Regions from separate parts of the Mus musculus genome. Here all the other regions are linked to region 2. Evidence: chromatin contacts called from public HiChIP or PLAC-seq data. All regions are on one chromosome and are shown on one strand. The core of a region is the stretch at or near the end of the contact, and the rest is flanking DNA. Distances in the headings are between cores, read along the strand shown.

Region 1 (3,780 bases), core at 1,086-3,585, 100 kb after region 2:
ACATTTCTGAGGGCTGCACAGTCCCAATCCTCCAGAGAGGGACACGGAACTGAATATGAAGAACCAGCTCTCTAGCAGATGTGGACAGCTCCATCAACATGGCTTCTACAGTAGTTCACACAGGATGACAAATTAAATTCTGTTCTACTTCATAACTGTAAAGTTGCTACCATTATGAATTGTAATGTAGATATCTGATATACAGGTCACAACACACAGGTTGAGAACCACTGGCTGGGGGAGGGGGTATGTTTTCAGCTGCAATATGCTCCTGTAATGTTCTTATTCATCAGAGGACAGTTTCAGACACTCTGAACCAATAGCAGGGACAATCTCACTATTGTCACTCACAAAGGGGAAGTACTGAGGAAGTGTTGGACAAAACTATTAAAGGCTGCACAGGTCCCCCCCCCCCCCAGAGAAAGCTCTTTCAGCAAGACATATGTCTAACATAGTTTAAAATACGGTTTTTTTCCCTTAACTACCATTTTCTTTTTTTGCCAGATAAGATCAGATGTTTGGTGGGTTTTTTTTTGGGGGGGGGAGGGGAGTGTTTGTTTTTTTTTTAATTTAAAAAGAAAATTATAAATAAAAGTATCTTGCCTGGGTTAAGGTTAATTAGTTTATTTTCCTTTCCCACTAAACATTTATGCCATCTTTTTGTTTAAAAAAAAATTGATGCTTTTTCTAAAGGCCATCATTTCAAATTAGAGCCATTCTGGCAAATGGACCAATCAGAAAACCCAGGGCTTAGAATGAGTTGTTAAGATGCCCACAACACAAGGAGGACTGCTGTTAACACAACTGAGTGATATGCCACAGCTCAGCTGCAGGCAAAAAAAAAAGACAGACTTCCCAACACTAGCCAAACCTAGCAATTATCACGGTGCTAATGAGCCAGCCATCCCTGATGAGCCAGCCTTATAAGTCAATGGGCAGAAGCAGGGAAAACACAGACGAAACAGAACCATATCCCATTATCATTGATCAATTGCTTAGTTGACTGGTGGGTAATGACAAACCTAGAGCCTTGTGCATGCCAGGCTAGAATTTTTACCAACATAAGCCAAATCCCCAGTTCCCATGACATACTTTGTGTAAGTCCCAGAGATGAACTAACCAAAGAACAAGCCTATTGTGAAAACTCACACCCTTTTCTGCCTCCACCACGTGATCTACCCTTGAGTACTCTCTCCCTGAAAAATGATAAAAATGACAGTCCAGCATGCTCCATAGAAAGAGGGCCTGGGGGTCAAGCCCCCATCACATCATTTGCATTTGTACCTGGCAGCCAGTCAAAGCCACGATGCAGCAGCCCTGGTTATGTGCTGCAACAAGGAGCCACAGTGCCTTTCAAAACCTGCGTTAAGGATTTTGAGTTCTCTTTCTGTCCAAGCATGCCCTGCGTGTGTTTGTTACATCATTACCATCCTATAAAAATATTATCCTGCAATAATTCAAGCACAATTCTCCCACAGTCCTGATGCTGTAAGACCCCCGAAACTGGGGAGACCTCAGCTCAAGTCCTGGGATGAGCTGGCTGGCACCCCAATAACTGGAGAGAAAACCACACCTGATGCAAACTGCAAGAGGTTTTCTTATTAGCTAGCTGAGGATGAACTCCTTCAGCGGCGCAGGGCAGGGGAGTTCGACCCTGAGCAGTAACAGTAGGGAGCTTTTAACAGCTAGCTGAGGAATTGGGAGGAGTTGGGAGGAGAGTTGGGAGGAGTTGGGAGGAGTTTGGCTACAGCTCTTCTCTGTGGAATCTATCTCCATGTCCTTGGTACAGGGAGCCAAGCAAGCACCTGGCTAGGTCTCCCCACAATCATCGCATCTCTGGCTGTAAGGCACAGAAACAAAAAGGCTTTTTGCTGGCTATAGAGAACAAAGAGCTTCTTTCTGGCTGTATTTTTAGAGATCAGGGAAAACAAGCTTGGGGGACGTCCAGGGGCCTTACCTTCCAGGGAGAAACGCTTTAAGTAGGGGGTCTCACAATGCTACCTCTTCTCAAACACACAGCTCTCTTTCCAAATCCTCTTTCCCATCCCTGCTTTCTCAGCCTCGCCAACATGCTGCCATGGGGGCTTCTTGCTGAGTACTTTATCCTGGGACACGCTAGCTCACACTGTCAGGGCCACATTTTTCCTTGTAGCTCCATCGATTCTCTTGTTGTTTTTCTTCTGTGGGTGTACCAGAACCTAGTAGGATGGAAGGGGACTGTTATATGAATTTTAATAAGACCCTCCCTTAGTTACCCTGACATCAGCATTGGCCACTCTGTCCTGAGTAACTCCATTGTTGGTGCCAAGTCGAACCTCCTATGCAATAGTAACATTTGCCAGTCTCTCATGCCTCCATTCCTCTCCAAAACCAAATGGAGAGGGGCCAATAAGATGACCCAGATGGTAAAGATGTTTGCTGTTGATTTGGACAACCTAAGTTTGATCCCCAGGACTCAAATGTTGAAAGAACAGAACCAGCTTCCTCAAGTTGAATTCTGACCTCTCTGCATGCATGCATACACACACACACACACACACACACACACACACACACACACACACACACTCGCAGTAACAAAAGAATATTAAAACATAAAACATAAATAAACAGGTATGAGAGACACTGTCCTTCTCTACACTGCTTAACGTACACCTCACTGGGCTTCAAAGAGCCTTGTGAAGAGATCCACAGAGCACTCAGGATTGGAGTGCTGCTAGGTTTCTGCTCCTCACAGGTCAAGTTTGGTGCTTTTGGGCACAAGATATCCTGAGTGCTGCCCACTGGGGTAAAGCTGACTCTCCATCCCTGCTGATGTCAGAGAAAGTGGGCAGACCCTCCTTGGGTAAGTGAGAACAGTCAGGAGGCTCTAAACATCCCCACACAGAGACATCCCCACACAGAGACATCCCCTCACAGAGGCATCCCCACAGAGACATCCCCACACAGAGACATCCCCACAGAGACATCCCCACACAGAGACATCCCCACACAGAGACATCCCCACACAGAGACATCCCCACAGAGACATCCCCCCACAGAGACATCCCCACAGAGACATCTCCACAGAAGCCTATGGTTCCCACTGCATCTCTCCCCTCACACTAGGAACAAATCAAAGCTCCACTGACAGACACACAGCTGGGTGCACATAGTGGCTGGGACAGAAGAAACTGCCCTTCTGCAGGTGGCTAATTTTGAGTGTCCTTCCCTCTGTAAAGAGGCCCAGAACATTGAAAGGAAGTTCCCAGAGAAGTACAAAACTCAGAGTGAAATACCAGGTGGATTCCTCTCACCCAAGCTCCTCACGCTGACAGAACACCTTCCAGCCCCCACGCTCCTGGGCTTGTGCTAAAAACAACTGTGCAGTTTCAAATAAAACAGACCATGCTAAGAACTGGGAAAGAAGCACATGGGGGACCACAAAGTTTGAGGAGATCTTGGAAGGGAGGAGAAAAAAATCCAGTCACACCAACAGCAAGGATCAAACTGGGAAAGTGCAGCCTGGTAGTGAGGGATTCTTTTCCATGGGGCCCTACAGTCAAACACAGTCAGTGAAGATCATGCATGGAGCCATGGCGTATCTCTGCTGATGTAACAATAGGCAAAGGCACCCAGCCGAGCCCTGCCATTTCCTCTGTTTTATTTTCCAACAAAAAGAATCCTTAGAAGGGAACCAATGCTGCGACCCCTGAATACAATCCCTCATGCTATGGTGACCCAGACATAAAATTACTTTCATTGCTAATTCACAATTGAAACTTTGCTACTGTTATGGGT
Region 2 (3,999 bases), core at 1,478-3,977:
TCACGGTATGTGCACTCTTCTCTGCCTTCTGCCACATGAGGATGCAGAAGTCAAGGCCACAGTAGAGTCAATGGCTAAACCTAATGCCCTGACCTTGGACTTCAGTTTCCAGAACTATAAGCCACTGCATTTCTGCTAAGAAATGACCCAGACTCTGGAACTGGAGCAACACATATGGACTAAGATGGTACTCACAGCACTGGGCAAGCTCTGCCTCACTGTGAGGATGAGAGTCACCTGCAGGAAGGGTAGGGCATGAAGATGGAAACTTTCATTTAGTCCTGAAGACTCATACTATCAGTGAACAATTTCCCTCTCCACCATTCCAAAGCATACTATAGTATACTGATTGTAATACTGCCATATGTAAAGACCTTCTTTCAATAATGTATTTCTACTATGCTGAAACAAAAACCATAGTGGTAGCTACACAATTCATAGTCTGCCCTAATAATGCCATAAGGAAAAAAAAAAATGGAATCTGTAGCTTTGTAAGGAAAGGCCAAAATTCCCAGCAGCCTCAAAGAGTTTGTTGACATTTACTTATTAATGGTGTTAATTCTTGGCTCAGTACATTTGTGCTTTCTCCTTCACTTATGTAATGATTGATATTGTCAACTTGATCTATTTTTTGATCTAATATGATCAACTAGATTTGTTTAGGAAACAAGTCTCTGGACATGCTTCTAAAAACGTTCTAGATTAGGTTAATGGAGGTGAGAAGCCTCACTGTAAATGTGGCTGGCACCACTCCATTGGCTGAGACTCTAGAGTGTATAAAAGCAGGGCGAGTGAGCACCTGCATCTCTTCTCTCTGCTGCCCAGCTGTGGGTGTAATAGGATGAGCTGCCTCACACCCCAACCACCCTGCCTTCAATGCCAAGATCAGCTACATCACTTCTAACTATCCGCCAAAACAGCCCCTTCCTTAAGCTACTTTCCCTGGTATTTGGTAGAGGGAATCTTTTGTGCAATGTGTGGAAGCTCCATTTGTCAATGAAAGGCTATTGGCCTATGAACGTTGACAGGAAAATAGGGAGGTGGAAGCACTGGTACAGTGAGGATTCCTGGGATAGACTCAGGTGTGAGGGATTTGCCCTGGAATGCTGAAGAAGAGGTAGCTAACCACACAACAGGACTTAGAATACATGGGTAATTAAGTTATGAGCTAGTTGGGGAACAAGGCAAAACTATTGGCTTAGACATTTATTCATAAAATATTAAGTCTCAGTCATAATTTTGGGGAACAAAGAGGCTGGGAAATAAAGCTTGTGGCTACAGTATTTGGACATAGGAACAAGAAACTAACACAATGAAACCCACCTTAACATGTGATATTAATTTAGAGGACTGCAAGCGACTCATCAGCCATGTCCCCAGACAACATATAGTTAAAACCACAGCCACAAACCTTCAAAATGTCACTTGGTGGGCAGTGGAAACACATAAGGGCTCTTAACTGCTGGGCCACCTCTCCAGCCCCCATTCTTGATGTCTTAATGTATCCTTCTTTCTACTGACATTCGGTTGACTGTGTGTGTGGACTATGTCTTAATCTGTAGTTTTCTGGTTTCTTGGCACTTTCACCACACAGTTCAATTGATAAAGAGCTCAGAAAGAACCAAAGAGGAACCTCAGAGTCCTCATCCCATTCATCTCCTTCATCCCGTGTGTCTTTTGCTTTTTTCTGCCTTAATTACAAATGCAATTTTAAGAGAGGTCAATATACTGAATAAATCAAGTCAGCCAGCTGAACAACAGTGCTTTGTACATACACAGCTAAAATCCCCCCGGCCCAGTTCTCCGAGTCACACGAATTATCATACAGCTGCCCATTAACCTCACATATGAAATGGCAGCACAAGGAACACACCAAACATGAAGTCCACTTGTAAAGAGCCCTGAGAAGTTCCTCCATTTGAATTCGAAATCTGGGAGCTTTGTATAACAGTGGTTATTCTTAGCTAATTTCGGTTTCCCTAAGTTCTATTAATGTTTTTTACTTTAAAGGGCAATGGCCTGTGGCACCTCTTAGCAAGGACAGCTTACTGTGCTGTCATCAAGGCAAATATTACTCCCTAATTGTCAGAGAAACAAAATGAAAATAAGATGCTTAAATGAAATCATAAATACACACTTCCGAGACTGAGAAAAATAATAGGACTGACTCCTTTCAAGGTTGGGGGACCTGACTACCCAACCAAAAGATCATTATTTAATACCATACATTATCCTTACACACACAAAAAAAAATCAATCTATTCCAGGCGGGGGTGGCGCACGCCTTTATCCCAGCACTTGGGAGGCAGAGGCAGGCGGATTTCTGAGTTCAAGGCCAGCCTGGTCTACAAAGTGAGTTCCAGGACAGCCAGGGCTATACAGAGAAACCCTGTCTCAAAAACAAACAAACAAACAAATAAAAAACCCCAAGCAAACAAACAAAAAAATCAATCTACTAGTCCAACTACATCTCTCTCTCTCTCTCTCTCTCTCTCTCTCTCTCTCTCTCTCTCTCTCTCTGTGTGTGTGTGTGGGGGGGGGTGCGCGTGCTTATGCTTATGTAGGGGAAGGTACACATGAGTGTAGAGGCCTGAAGTTAAACTTGAGGTATCATTCTTCAGGATAATATCTAGTTTGTTTTTAAAGAAGGAATCTCTCACTAGCCTGGAATTTTCCAAGTAAGCCAGGCTGGTTAACCAGTTAACCACAGGAATTGGCCTGTCTTTGCCACCCCATCACAGGAATTACAAGCATATAGCACTATGGCTAGTTGTTTGTTTGTTTAACATGGGTCCTAGAGACCAGAATGTTGTCATGCTTGTATGGTAAGCACTTTTCCAACTAAACCATCTCCCAGGCCTTCCATTTTAATGCTCATTATTATTCCGTGTCTAAGACATTCAAAGCAGCCATTTGAATGTCATCATAAAGCTTGCAGAGAACATCAATTCTATCACTACATACATACCCTGCCAGAAAAATGTAAACTTTATAAAACTCCCGAGAAGTCTACTGAACCCGAGGTTCAATGTAGCAAGAGCTGGTGGTGCACAGAAGAAAAAAACGCAGGTAATAAATGCTCCTTGATAGCAGGCTACCATGATCTGAGCCAATTGTCTAGTGACAAATCTCCTCAGAGTCATAGAGAAGAAGTGAGACCAGTGTTTTCAGGGGAGCAATGGCAGCTGGCTACCACCATGCCTGGTACAACACACACAGGCATCTTTAGAAGGACAACGGAACGAGCTGAGGAGGAAGCCAGTCTCCCTCACAGGACAACCTTGTCCTCCTGGATGGCTGTGACTATGACTTGGGAATTGTGGGTTGTTAGCCCACACCCAAAGAAAAGGGGAGTGGGAAATGAAGGAAAGATTCCTAAAGTATACTTAAACCCACCAGACAGTGATACCCTCTGAAAAAAGAGCCAAGTGACAATTATGTCAGGGGCAAATGACAGACAGACAGCACATTTTCCAGCCACTCAAGAGATTCATTCTCCCTTCCCTCTTTCGCTCCCTCCCCCTCTCTCCCAGCTGGGATTCATAGGGCCCAGAGCAGCCGAGATTACAGATGTGAGGCATGCCTACTTTATATGGAAGCGTTTTATGTATGGTAGGTGACTCAGCCATAGTTCCAGCCCTAAAGAATCTTAATAAAATGGATTTTATGTTCAAGGCTTTCAAAACTAGTGATCTGGAGTTTTACTGAAAGATCCTGGGAAAGAAGCCTAGCAAAAAAACATGTAGCTGACGGGAGTTGTGCTTGGGGGTGGGGGAGACAATGAATACCCATTCCAGCAGGAGCTACTATTTTGCTGCATAAAATAGGGTAAAATGGAGTATTATTCTGCTATGAAGAGTAGTGAAAGGCTGACTGATGCTTAAATATAAGTTAACCTAGAAAACGCTACATTAGGGAGAAGAGGGCAAACATGTCAGGCTACTGAAGAGATCAGGCCTGGCAGGCTACCCACTGAGTGACTCCATTTACACACCATGA
Region 3 (3,767 bases), core at 480-2,979, 66 kb before region 2:
TATGAAAAGTCCAAATCTTTGTTAGAATATTTGAATTACATGTCATAATTTATATGCATATTTAAAAAACATTCCTTTAAAACTTAATTTACTTGTATTAACTGAAGATGCTCATTTATAAGAGAACAGCAGTGTTTTTGTTAACTTGAATGAATTTTGAGGAAAAAAATACAACTTAAAGGTGACTAAGCTGAGCATAGTGGAGTATGTGTGTAAGCCCAGCACACAGGAGGGAGGCATGTGGCTTATCCGGTAAGACCCAGTCTCAAACACAAGGGACTTACTCAAATAGTGACAAATGTGAGCCATTGGGATGGGATGAATCCAAAGAGTTGGGGAAATGAATGTAATCGTTTTCTGGATGCAGAAGAGGGGTCAGTGCTCAGGTAATTTGAAGCAAGCAGGGCTCTTATTACTCAGCTGGTACTTTAAAAGTGCTATATTTTAGTTTGTGTTTATATTGGATTTTTTGTGCTGCAGTAGCATCTACCAGTTTATTAATTCAATCTAATCTTAATTTGCATATATTATAACACATGAAAATTTGGAATGGAAGTTGGGTCTATGGCTGGATGGCTTGGGTGATATCTGCATGAGTTCTGTTTCTCTTTCCTGGGGTCTCCTCACATCCTGTGGCTTTAAAACAGCAGAATATTCAGACATTGCCCACTAGGGGGCAAAAGTAGGCGATATTCCTGATCAGCACTAAAGGATGTTGATCAAGAACATTTTTATACTTTGCAATTAAAAAAAAGTAATGTAAAAGATATATTAAAAAGTTATCTTTAAAAGTAAACTAATACTGTCATCCATCACTTTATTAGTCTAGTCAGGCCCTCTTTCAGTTACATACTTTAAATAAAACATGAATGCAATAATGGGAAAATAAACGCAAGACAGTAGATATAATTGTATGTGATCGTTTGTTGGCATTTTAAAGTACCTCACAATTTTTTAATATTTTATATTCTCTTAAAGGAAATTAAGCATACATGTGGTTTTTCTCTTCATTCTAATACATTTTGAGCAGGCTCTCAGAGGCCTCACTACCTGTTCATCCCACAGCTCTTTACATGTAATCCTTCAAGTTATGTGCTCGCCTGTTCTTTGGCTGCCAGGTAGTGGAAAGTTTCTGCTTGGGAGGGTAGATCCATGGTTCTTGGTTCTTCTGTATATAAGAAGTGCAGAAAATAACACCAGAGATAAGTAGTAGCATCGCCGAAATAAACCCAATGTACAGGGCTCCTCCAGGTTCATATTTGTGGCTTTCCGGAATGGTCAGATCCAGAAAGTTCGCTATGATCTCCTTGGTGTACCACACTGTTGGGATTAAACCAGAGATCCCTGCAGTGATGAAGCAGACTCCTCCAGCAAAGGAAATTTTACTCTTGGTGTGTGTGTCTCCTCCTAAGTGAGTGCAGTTCATTCCTGCTATCGAAGTACAAATCCCCCAAGCAGACAGAACACAGGCCAGGACCATGGTGGCCCTCGCAGTCTGCACATGGACGGGGAGCGACAGAATGGAGTATTTTAGAGTGCAGCTAAACATCCCAGTGCTGTACCACGTGCAGTCCACCCACAACCCCTGCACCTGGACAACAGCAGTTACAATGTTGGGTCCTGCGTATGCATTAACCTTCCAGTTTGGCAGCAGAGTGGCAGCGAGTACTCCAGACACCCCAGACACGGCCAGGATGAAAGCAAGGAGCTGGAGACCTGCCGAGGCCATGATGTTACTCTTCTGTTCTCCTAGAAGATCTCAGTGGGTAATTGTGGTGTGTGGTCAGATCTGTAGCTATTTCTGTGCAGCTGAGACCCACATAACAAAAGCTATGGAGAGAAGCAAAATTAGGATTGGGGGTGAAGGAAGAATAAGAAAACAAAAAGACTTCACAGGGGAGCCAGGGCACACTGACTAGCATCCTTGCTGCCTGCATGCACAGACATGCACAGAGTGGGAGAGGAGGCTGCGGGCTCATGGTGGACTTGGGGGCTAGCAATCTGCTGAGGGAGCATCACAAGCAGTGCTTGGTTTGTGGTGTGAGTAGAGTCATCCACGGAAGACCCTAAGTGCGCTGAAAATGTCTGCCAAGTAGACATACTCAGGTTAGACACTTCAGATTGCAGCTGTAAACTCTGATGGAGAATTTTGTTAGCATTGTAAACCACATTAAATAGTTTTAAATCATAAGGAACAACCTCAAATCTACCTCCTCCAAATAATTTATAAATATTAGCAAAGGTAACTGAAAAAAGGTTTGAATTAAATCTTTATTCAGCACATACCATGTGTGAGGCTTAAGGAAAATAGAAGGAATTCAAGTTCAGCACAGCCCTTCTGTGGGTTAGCTAGCATTTGTTCCTGGTACTAGCTTACAAAAATGTAAGATCCTTTTTCCTTACCAGTCGAATGCTTCCCAGTCACAATCCAGGGCAAGTGTTCAGAATTACAACTCTAATTCCCTGAATGACTCAGAAACAGGGCCAGAAATAGCCACATTGTTGCCATAGGGAAAATCATAAGATCCCCCTGCCCCTTGTTTTACTTTGTAGCTGGCTTTTAAAAGGCAAAAGTACTTCCTAATCTCCATCTTCACATTCCTGGTCCACCATTGTGCACTCCATCTGATAGTATTTACTACTCTCTCTGGACTGCTGCAACACTGGTGTTTTATAAACTGCTGTGACTGTTGTGATTCTTACACACACTTCAACCCAAAGAGCCTGGAGGTGAATCTTGGTTTATGTCATGTCTCTGGACTTGAGCATCCGTCCAGAAAGTGAGACGTTTGGATTTTTCTTTTCCTTCCTTGAAGTGAGTGAATTAACGTTTTTAGGATCCCAGAGCTGCAGGAAACCTTAGGAAGTCTAGAGTGTGATTGGTTACATCGGTGGACTCAGGTGGAAGCGCCCACACCACAGTCTTCGCTGCTCGGCTGCCTTGCAGCTCGCTCCTGTCTGCTCCTCCCTCCTCTCTTCCTCTGTCCTGACAGAGGCACCTGCCTGCTCCTTCCCTCTCCAGGAAAGCCAAGGCCTGTGTGGGTAACAGATAGGACAAATGGTTTGGCTTTCCTTCTTGCCAAGAGGCTGGTGTGTGGCTTTTGTTAAATACTTAGAGTAACACTAATCCAGGCCTATGTGGAAGTACAAACCTGCCATAGATAGCTGTGTCTCTTAAGACACCAGGTCTTACGATGCTGGATTGAGTTCTGATTTTTTTGGTTTTTTGTTTTTTTGGTTTTTTTTGTTTGTTTGTTTTGTTTTTGGTTTTGGTGGTTTTTCGAGACAGGGTTTCTCTGTGTAGCTCTGGCTGTCCTGGAACACAGTTTGTAGACCAGGCTGGCCTCAAACTCAGAAATCTGCCTGCCTCTGCCTCCCAAGTGCTGGGAGTAAAGGCGTGTGCCCCCACGCCCAGCCGAGTTCTGTTTTGTCAGCCCATGATTTTAAGGAATTACATTCTTGAGTCAGCCGTGTACCAGCTTGATGATCTTGGGACTTAATCTGCAGGGGGCGAGCAGTTTAGTTCTTTTGTTCCCCAGATGTCCCAGCTATAACCAAAACAGAAGGAAAGTTAAGAGCCTGCAGGGAGGAGCAAGCTCGTGTATCTACAGTTCTTACCAGCTCTTGTGAGTTCAGGCGTCAGTCTGTGAAACTGCCTCACAGACTTATTTCCAGCCCAGGAGGCTCCAGTAGTTGGGATCAGTGTCAACACTGCCTGAAGATCATCTTGCTGTTTGCCTGATGGAATAACTTACATGTTGATCTAT

Evidence for each region. HiChIP or PLAC-seq counts read pairs in DNA pulled down with a chosen protein or histone mark.
Region 1: a contact with region 2 is called in a CTCF HiChIP or PLAC-seq map of the NIH/3T3 cell line, with 18 read pairs. The contact joins two enhancer-like sites. A contact is called at or near these places in 1 of 15 datasets of contacts at CTCF or cohesin (the NIH/3T3 cell line) and 1 of 484 Hi-C or Micro-C datasets (liver).
Region 3: a contact with region 2 is called in an H3K27ac HiChIP or PLAC-seq map of embryonic fibroblasts, with 9 read pairs. The contact joins the promoter of Cldn20 here to the enhancer-like site in region 2. A contact is called at or near these places in 10 of 39 promoter capture datasets (the 3T3-L1 cell line, cranial neural crest, embryonic stem cells and 7 more), 3 of 15 datasets of contacts at CTCF or cohesin (CD8 T cells, the NIH/3T3 cell line and pro-B cells), 14 of 484 Hi-C or Micro-C datasets (the N1E-115 cell line, cerebral cortex, differentiating embryonic stem cells and 8 more), 5 of 115 datasets of contacts at active chromatin or transcription factors (embryonic fibroblasts and embryonic stem cells) and 1 of 9 other capture datasets (adipose tissue).

Annotation. Positions count from the first base shown.
Region 1 is chr17:3,360,551-3,364,330 of GRCm38.p6, reverse strand. All of the region lies in intron 1 of Tiam2 (T cell lymphoma invasion and metastasis 2), which reads right to left. Among named protein-coding and RNA genes, the nearest start is that of Tiam2, 36 kb to the right of the region's middle. Within about 2 kb of position 2,335, at least 13 of the 459 cell types and tissues checked have an H3K27ac peak or open chromatin away from gene starts, as enhancers often do. A contact at or near this core is called in the NIH/3T3 cell line, where this site is marked.
Region 2 is chr17:3,465,624-3,469,622 of GRCm38.p6, reverse strand. All of the region lies in intron 14 of Tiam2 (T cell lymphoma invasion and metastasis 2), which reads right to left. Among named protein-coding and RNA genes, the nearest start is that of Gm52295, 59 kb to the right of the region's middle. Within about 2 kb of position 2,727, at least 15 of the 459 cell types and tissues checked have an H3K27ac peak or open chromatin away from gene starts, as enhancers often do. A contact at or near this core is called in the NIH/3T3 cell line and embryonic fibroblasts, where this site is marked.
Region 3 is chr17:3,530,516-3,534,282 of GRCm38.p6, reverse strand. It overlaps Cldn20 (claudin 20), which reads right to left and starts at 1,729. Exons shown (of 1, transcript NM_001101560.1): 1 at 1,070-1,729. The coding sequence starts at 1,729. The coding sequence ends at 1,070. All of the region lies in intron 5 of Tfb1m (transcription factor B1, mitochondrial), which reads left to right.